Linked DNA regions of Mus musculus: all the other regions are linked to region 3. A link is a contact called in public promoter capture Hi-C data. All regions are on one chromosome and are shown on one strand. Each heading gives the region's core, a stretch centred on a gene start, on an enhancer-like site or on the middle of the called end of the contact. The rest is flanking DNA. Distances are from core to core; before and after follow the strand shown.

Region 1 (3,031 bases), core at 151-2,650, 320 kb before region 3:
TAGTTTCCTATAGGAGCAGCCCTGTCAGTGTGTTTGCTTGCTCTTGAGTAAGATCCACTTGTGACACCTTCTATGCTAAGTTTCTGTTTGGTGATATAGAGAAGATAAAACATCCCTTCCAGCTAAAGATCAAGTAACTCTGTGAGCTTGGGAAATGGAATTGAACCAAGCCTCAAGCCACCATCTGTATCATACAAAGTAAGGCCTAGAAAATAATTCTCACAGGATAACACCAGACCTGTTGCTCAGAATCTGTGCCGCCATCTCCCGATACCCAAACTATCCTTACTCTATAGGAATCTTTTTCTTTGAAAATCACGCTTTGGGAAAATTATGTTCTACGAATTTACTAATTTCTCAGCCAAGTTCAAAGAACCTCTGAGTATCACCATTTTAAAGCCAGGTGACTAGAAGACATGAGGACAACTCCTGCAAACTCCGAGTGTGGGACCCCCACCAGGGCAAACCTATTCTCCGAGGTTTGACACACCGGAAAGCTTTCCCCAGCCACCCCCTACTCCCCTCGAAATACAACTGAGTTTCTCTACCGCCAAGGACCTGTCGTGCCTCCGATGAATCCCGCCCACTTCGCGCCCTCAAGCCAATCAGAGGGTGGCGTCACTCCCTCTCAGTTGCCATGGTGCCCGCCAAGTCCTTTCCGCCACTTACCAGATGTGAGCAGGCTGGTCCAGCCGGTGAAAGCGGGTGGCAAAGGACAGCAGCGTCACCACAGCCAACGTGGCCCACCACCCTGCCGCCTGGAAGCGCCGCGAGCTCCAAGCAGGCCGTTTAAGTTTCCGTGCTGCAGCCTGGGGGACCACGTCTCGGCTCACGGCTCTGGCAGCCTGCGGCACACAGCGGCCCCTACGGGGACGCAGCTCGGAGCCCGCTAGGCCACCGCCTATGGCCGGCGGCATCCTCCCCTTCCGAAGGATCACCCTCCGGGCCGGAGGCACGCCGGGTCTTGTCCGCTGCCCCGTCAAGGGGTCATAAGAAGGCGTCTCGAGGTGCCATGGGATTTGTAGTTCCCTCCGTTTGCCGCGGAGCGCCGGGCCCCGGGCTCTGGGCGGGGCGGAAAGTGTGGTGGCCGCCCGGGCAGCTAAGAGGCGGCCTGAGGCGTAGAGCATTGCGGGAGGCGGAGGGAAACCAAGGACTGACAAACTCGAGTCGGCTCATGAACTACAACTCCCAGCAGCTCAGGGGGCGGGGGCGGGGCCAGCCCGAAGGAGGGAGGCCATCTAGTCCAACCTTCGCTCTCTGGACCCCGCTAGGCCTCAGTCATCTTCTAGTCCCGAGAGCTGACTTTCTTGGCCGGCCGACCGGGCGAGATGCAAGCCGGGAAGGTCTGTGCCCCACGTCCGGGGATGAGGGTCTCTCCTGAGAAACGCGGAGAAGAGCTGTGGGGGGGGGCGGGGCTGAGAGCTCGCTTCTTCGCGTGGCGCCACAACGACTCCCGGCGTGCACCTCGGCGCCCGCTCACTCTACACCTGCGCGCTGGCCGCTGAACCTTATGGTGGTGGTAGATTGGGCCGGGAAGGCTAAACTTGGAAGCTTTTGAGGGGCGTCCAATCGCGCTTTTCCCTGCTTCGGGTAGACAGACCTCTTCTAGGGCTTTCAAACATGGTTCCCTACTTTGCAGTTTCGCGGCGCCCTTCGTATGTCTCTCAGGGGACCTGGTGGTCCAGGCATGCACCAAAGGCAAGGGGGAAAGATGTGACTCTTTAACGACGTTAATAATCACTTGTAGTATCTGCTCAGGTTTCTAGTTTTGTCGGTTTGGCTCTAAGAAACGATCTTGCTGTGCAGCCCAACCTGACTTTGAACTTTGACTCTCCCGCCCCCGCCTTCCAAGTGCTGGGATTCCAGGCTGTGGCATATGGAGCGTCCAGGGTTTAAGTCGAACTTCTTTAGTCCACCCTAGAGCCATTTGTATTTAAGCCATTGCTGGAATGGAGCTGCGAGTGTGTTTTATAAGAGACTTAAAATTGAGTCTCTTAGGAGGGCCGATATGTAGGAAGGCGGCACATTAGATGCAAAGGACATTGCATCCGGTTAATATAGATTTTCCACATACAGATGTGATTTTTCAGGATTTTAATCATGTAAGAAATGGTATAAAAACAGCTAGGGATGTACGCAACTCTGACGTAGCTCCTAGCATGGGCCGAGTCTCCCACAACAGAAAAACTGCAAATTTAAAGTCGCCAGAATGCATGTTTGAGTTGGAAACATGATCCTTCCCGGTGCTAATTAAACGGACATTCTACTTGATATTAAAAAGTAGCTGTTCAAGTGCAAAAATCGCCAGGTGGTTTGCTGTTAGTGCTTAGCTGTGATTTCTCTCCCTGTTTATCTAAAAGCACATAGGAGACAAGCCTCCAGATGCTCTGCAGAGAGGGTTAGGATTGTCTTTATCAGGTTAACTGATGTGGGAGAGTGACACCATTCCCTGGGTTGGGTCTGGCTGGGCCCATAATAAGGGGGAAGTCAGCCAAGCACCAACACACAGCATTGTTCTGTTTCATGCTGTGGATGCATAGGTTACTTACCAGCTGTTTCAGGCTGCTCTTCCCCCAAACCCCACCCCACCCCCACCCCAGGTGACTTACTACATCTTGAATTATAAGCCAAAATAAACCACTCTTCTTTAGACTGCCTTTGTTGGGGCATTTTATCATAGCAGCAGGAAAAGAAACTAAAATGATATATAAGAAAAAAAAATAATAATAGATGTAGGGTAAGATTCCAGCTGGGTGATGGTGATGCATGCCTTTAATCCCAGCACTCGGGAGGTAGAGGCAAGCGGATTTCTGAGTTCGAGGCCAGCCTGATCTACAAAGTGAGTTCCAGGACAGCCGGGGCTATACAGAGAAACCCTGTCTCGAAAAAGCCAAAAAAAAAAAAATTCTGTTTCCTGCTGAAGGGCCATGGGGTGTCGCGCCCACCTCAGCCAGCAAGGAAGACACGACATGGTCAGATTCTTCTCAACAGCCTTTATTGCAGGAACACCTCGATGCTGCTACCGGGACAG
Region 2 (2,754 bases), core at 217-2,716, 270 kb before region 3:
AGCACTAGGGACTAACCCAGGGCCTCGAAAATGAACTCTACCGCTTAACTACATCCCACCCTAATTAGAATTTTTATTACCATAATATCAAATATATGTTAGCATTGTTTACCACAGAGCACAAAAAAAAAACCCTTAAAAATAGAAAAGACAAAATGTATTAGGATGTTTTCAATAAAAATATTGTCCGTGATTCACAGCTGGGGGGGGAGGGGTGCTCGTGCAGCACCACACACCAGGGGCATGGAGAAAAGCCACTATGTTGAAAGATAGCAACCAGGAATACCTTTTCTAGTAATTTAGTTGTACTAAATCAGACTTTAATCTCCTCCAATTGCTTTGTACAGCGGGCATCTTGGGTTGCACATCAAGTACTTTAGTCACAGTGGCTCACGATCCTCCCACCGATGCTGTAAGGCACAGGTACTTTTAGAACCCACATCTTATACAAGAGGAAACTCAGACATGTTTAGAGAAGTTTAACCAATTGTCCAAGGGCACTAAAAGTGAGGATTCACATTCCAACTAAGCATCAGGAATCCACAGCAGTACCTCAGTCACTGTGACAGCTACTTTGAGATCTCGATAAAACCAATCACTTGCACTTAGTGTGACCAGATCTCTCCCCTCTAAAGTATCCTTTTAGTCGCACGCCCCTGTGATGGTCACAAGGCTGAAAGGTAACAGCGCGATAGACTGTGCCTATAGCTTTTGGACACTTAAGTAAAATCACACGAAGGAACTTGTGTGGTCTGAAATGGAGACACCGGCCCAAGCAAGAGGAGGGGTGGATCTCGGAGAACGAGAGACATCACCAAAATTTCTACTGCAGCCTCTAGTTCCTGCCTTTGCTTTCACTATCAGGCTCCTTCGAGACCTCAAAGCCTCCTTATTCTGGCTGCTTTCCATCTCTCCCACTCTCAAGGATGCAAGGGACGGAGGTTGGGCGCGGGGGCCTACGCTAGGGCAAAGCGGGGTTCTGAGAGGAAGGCGGGCGCCCCAGCAGACGCCGGCAGGAGCGCGCGGAAAGGCAGGTGGGGTCGCGCGGAGAGCCAAAGACAGGGGCAGGGGTGAGAGCGGCGGGAATGGAGGTGGGATGCGGACCCCGACTGAAGCCAAAGAGGCGCGGCGGAAGGAGCCGGACTGCCAAGCCGGGTGCTCCGAGAAAGGGAGCGGGACTGGAACCAGGGCATTTCCAAACCGCGTAGAAAACGACCTCGAGCGCAGCCGCGGGCCCCGTGACGGTGGGGACCCCGGTCGCCCGAGGTGCGCGGCCCCGAGCCCAGAGGCACCCACCCTTGCAGCGCCCGGGGCCTTGCGTACCTGAGGCGGCCGCCTGGCTCTCCTCCACTCCCCGTCGGTCCCCGACGCCGCCCGCCGACCCTCGGCGAGCTGCGGGGCTCCAGAAGGCCGGCCCCTCAGCTGCCTGCCGGTCCGACATCTGCAGCCCGCGCCGGGAGCGGCTCCGCAGCCAGCGGCTTGCGGCTCCGGAAACAGCCGAAGGCGAAGCGAGCGCGGCAGAGGAGAGCCGAGCGGAGCCGAAGCGAGCCACGGGCCGGAAGGAGCGGCTGGGCGGCAGAGGGTAGCGCTGGCCTGACACGTGAGAGGGGCGGGGGGGGGGGGGGGCGTGCTTTTTCGGTCGCCGGTTTTTACAGTCCGCACTTGGAAGGATCGACAAAATCTCGGGAAGAGTCTGGAAAACCCCGCCGGAAATCGTGGTATCCATAGAGACGCTGTCGGAAGTTGAGGTTGCTAGGAGGCCTTGGGCGCATCGACTGACATGTCTGAAGTCTCAGGAGATTATAATTCTGACTCCGATGAGAGTCTGAGTCTGCAGCCTAAAAGAACCAAATCTGGTAAATTACATAATGCTAACGCAGACACCTTGTTTGAGGTAAGCTCTAAGCTGTCCCCAAATACTGACCGAGACCCAGGAAATGTAGGAAATGTGCCACTAGAGCCAACCAGGACACGCAAGGGGGATTTGGTGCCCGTAGGTAAAAATCATGAGGTGCCAGACCTACAACGACAGGACGTTTCAGTAGGTGTGTTCAAAGGACCACCTACAAGAACAGGTACACAGCTACCAACAAAAATAGATCCAGAGCAGAAGACACCAGATATTCGAAGTGAAAAACTAAGAAAATCAGTTGAAGAGGAAGCTCTACCTCCATCCAAGATGACCAAATCGGAAAAGAAACAAAAAGAGTCAATTAAAGAAAAAAGTACAGAGCCATATGAGGTAACTAAACCTAAGTTCCCAGACCGGAAGCTAAGGAAGTCTACTGAGGAAGCAGATCTCAAACCTCACTTCAAGTCCACAGAGCAGTCAGGCACAGAGCAACCTGAGCAGACTAAGTTCCCAGACAAAAAACTAAGACAGTCAACTAAAAAGAAAGTCTCAGGGCCACTGGAGGATTTTGAAGAAGAATCAAGAAGACCCATTGATGAAGCAAGTCTAGAACTCTCACAAAAGAGACCATTAAAGGCTTCAAAGAAAGCACAAAAAAGCTCTTTTGATGAAAAATTTCCAGAGATGCTAGAACAGATTACTGTAGAACTACTAGATGACCAAGAGGAGACACAAGAAGAGTCCATTAAGGAGAAAGTTCCAGAACCATTAGGGGACCGGAAACCATCAGCTCAAAAGCACAAGCTGAGAAAATCAAGTGAAAGGTCTAAATTAAAGGACACATTAATAGAGCCAAGTAAGGACAAGGACCCGGGGCTACAAACACAGACTGAATTTCCAAA
Region 3 (2,796 bases), core at 205-2,704:
ACAATCAAGAGCAAGAGGGACTTGCTTTCTTGCAGAGAAGGAAGGAGGGAGGCAAGCAGGCAGGCAGGCTAGGCACCATGTAAGCTGCTTGCTGGTTGGCAGAGTGGCTTATACTCATCTAGCTTATACTGTTCAGGATATCCCGCCTAGGGAATGGAGCAGCCATTAGTGGTTTGGATCTTCCTGCATCTCTTAGCAAGAAAAACAATCCTTTCCAGACATGTCCATAAGCCAATCTGTTCTAGGCAATTTTTTCACCTGATATCTTTTGACCAGGTGTTAAGCAGACAGTTAAAGCTAACCAGGTCAGTGTTATTCTGTTTTTGTTTTTAAATCCTGGCCTTAAACTACCTATACAGACCTGATTGGCCTTGGAACTCTGAGATCCTCCCGCCTGCACTATTTTCATCCGTGTACCCACTTGTCCATCTTCCCGGTTTAAAAAAAATTTTTTTTTCATTCTACATATACTACCTCTAGGGCAAAGCAGGACAACAAACCTTAATTCATATAACCAAAATATTCTTAGGATTCATATTGTTATGAGCCAGGAAAAAATATGAGAAGTGGGTTTAACAGGTACAATCCAAGGCCCTAAAGTGAATACCTTCTTTAAAATCAGACTTTTCCAGCTGAGTTTGCATGGAAAGTTTTTCCACTTACAGCAGTTGGGAGTTACATAACTTTTTGGAAGTCTCCCACTTAGCATTTTCTTTTCCTTAAAGGTTGGAAACACTTTACATACAGTAACCAGGGCAACCAGGAACAGCAAAAGCCGGAGGTGGTTCTATGTACAAAAGAAATTCTAAGATCCAAAGTTAAAAGGTGGAGCGGCGCGCATTTAGTCAACAGCAGCCCCTACTGCTGTCAATTAAAAAAAAACTTGGTCGGTTCTCGGACGTTCCCAACTCTTTGTTTTTTTGTTTTGTTTTTTTTTTTTTTTTTGCAAAAATCTTTGTTTCGGGAGAGAGAGAGTAGCAGGAGAAAATGAGAAGCACAAAACATACAAGCGGCTGGAAAGCCTCCCACGAGACGGGCGAGCTTTGCTTAGCGGGGTTAAATAAGCCGCGGCTTCGCAGTGCAACCATCTCAGCCCGCAGTCCACAAGGCGCTCGTCAATCTACCGCGCCGCTTACGCGAAGCACATGTGAGGTCCTCGCGGCGAGGCCATGTCAGGGCTCTCGGAACAGGGGGGGGCGAACTCAACCCGGGAAGCCCCGAAGGAAAGACCCCGGCTTCGGCGCGGCCTAGTCGCGGAGGAAGCCCGAGAGAGGTTCCAGCCACGGTTTTGACTAAGTTACTTCTGCGCCTCAGGCCAGGTCACAGCCCGAACAGTACGGGCAGAAAGGAAAAGATGTGTACTCCAGACCCTTCCGTATCGAGGACCCAAATCAACAACCCACCTGGTGAGCGCCATCTTCTTCCGCTTCTTCCTGCGCAGGCCACAACGTCGCCGGGCGAGTCTTGCCCGGGAACGAGGAACACAATGGAAAAATGCTCACTGCGCAGGCGCTCTGACCGAACGGCCCTCTGGGCCTTGTAGTTCTTTGAGAGAGACTTGTGACAGCCAGTCTGTTGAAAGTGCGTTAGCAACAACTACCTTAGCATACGAAATTCCTTACTTCTGTAGATTTTACAGGCTACAGGGTCTCTGTTTAACATGTCAGTAGTGATAATACAAAATATGATATAAAGCCTTATTTTGGGACGCTAATACTATTATCCAACTCTGCTTTAAGGCCGCTACACATAGTACTGCTTAAGAGTTTTGAATAGGATGCAAAGTCTGGCTGATCCCCCACTATAAGCCACCCTCCGTGCATATAGTTAATCGTTGTGTTAACAGTCATCTACTTTAAATTTTGCTTCACGAATGAATTATTTAAAAAACAGTGTGGGGTGTGGCAAATAAAGAAGATGCTAGAAATTAAGATCAATGAGCGTAGATTTAGTTCAGCTGATAATTTGGAGCTGAAGTAGGACTGAGACAGGTAAGAAAGACAATTATTTCTTTCTGAGATAGGGTTTTTCTGTGTAGTCCTGGCTGCCTTGGAACTTTTCCTATAGACCAAGCTGGTCATGATCTGACATCAGCTTGACACTGCCTCCTAAGTGTTAGGATCAAAGGTCTTTGCCACTGAATGCAGCTCAAGAAAGACAGTTCTTAGTCCAGCAGTTGAGGCACATGCCTTTAATCCCAGAGGTAGATCACTGTGAGTTCAAAGCCAGTCTGGTCTACAGAGCTAGTTCTAGGATGGCCAAGACTACACAAAGAAACCCTGTCTCAAAAGACTAAAACCAAACTGTCTTAGTGTACCCATTACTGTGAAAAGATGCCATGACTGAGGCAACTTTTATAAAGGAAAATATCACTTGTAGCTGGCTTAAATTTTCAGGGGTTCAGTTCATTATCATTATAGCAGCATCCAGGCAGACATAGTGCTGGAGAAGGAGCTGAGAGTTCAGCAAGCCAATTTGAAGGCAGTAAGGAGAGACTGCTTGTCTCACTCTGGGCAGAGCTTGAGTAGATATAGATCTCTTCAAAGTCCTACATCCACAGTGGCAAACCTCCTCCAACAATGCCATACCTCCTGAGAGTACCACACCTTGCACTAAGCATAAGTAAATCACCACGCCAAACAAACAAAAGGACTCTTCTTGCCACACACTGGTTTTCTATGGTAATGAGAGACTAAAGAGGCTACTGAGGGCAATGTTAAAATAATGAATGTGGGAAATCAGAAAGGCATAGCCCAAAACCTAGGATGTAGGATTGAAAGAAAGGGATGGATATGT

Evidence for each region. Capture Hi-C pulls out chosen DNA fragments and counts their contacts.
Region 1: a promoter capture Hi-C map of liver shows a contact between it and region 3. The contact joins the promoter of Pomt2 here to the promoter of Snw1 in region 3. A contact is called at or near these places in 6 of 39 promoter capture datasets (the C10 cell line, the HPC-7 cell line, macrophages and 2 more), 3 of 484 Hi-C or Micro-C datasets (CD4 T cells, CD8 T cells and muscle stem cells), 1 of 115 datasets of contacts at active chromatin or transcription factors (trophoblast stem cells) and 2 of 9 other capture datasets (adipose tissue and liver).
Region 2: a contact with region 3 is called in a promoter capture Hi-C map of liver. The contact joins the promoter of Tmed8 here to the promoter of Snw1 in region 3. A contact is called at or near these places in 1 of 39 promoter capture datasets (pre-B cells), 4 of 484 Hi-C or Micro-C datasets (CD4 T cells, CD8 T cells, LSK cells and 1 more) and 2 of 9 other capture datasets (adipose tissue and liver).

What each region holds. Positions count from the first base shown.
Region 1 is chr12:87,146,502-87,149,532 of GRCm38.p6, forward strand. It overlaps Pomt2 (protein-O-mannosyltransferase 2), which reads right to left and starts at 1,401. Exons shown (of 21, transcript NM_153415.4): 1 at 670-1,401. The coding sequence starts at 1,127. It overlaps Gstz1 (glutathione transferase zeta 1 (maleylacetoacetate isomerase)), which reads left to right and starts at 1,206. Exons shown (of 9, transcript NM_010363.4): 1 at 1,206-1,343. The coding sequence starts at 1,329. It overlaps Gm6566 (predicted gene 6566), which reads right to left. Exons shown (of 3, transcript NR_136901.1): 3 at 2,974-3,031.
Region 2 is chr12:87,198,763-87,201,516 of GRCm38.p6, forward strand. Tmed8 (transmembrane p24 trafficking protein 8) reads right to left here and starts at 1,467. Exons shown (of 6, transcript NM_001033475.3): 1 at 1,324-1,467. The coding sequence starts at 1,441. It overlaps Samd15 (sterile alpha motif domain containing 15), which reads left to right and starts at 1,746. Exons shown (of 4, transcript NM_001290288.2): 1 at 1,746-2,754. The coding sequence starts at 1,781.
Region 3 is chr12:87,470,845-87,473,640 of GRCm38.p6, forward strand. It overlaps Snw1 (SNW domain containing 1), which reads right to left and starts at 1,455. Exons shown (of 14, transcript NM_025507.2): 1 at 1,404-1,455. The coding sequence starts at 1,417.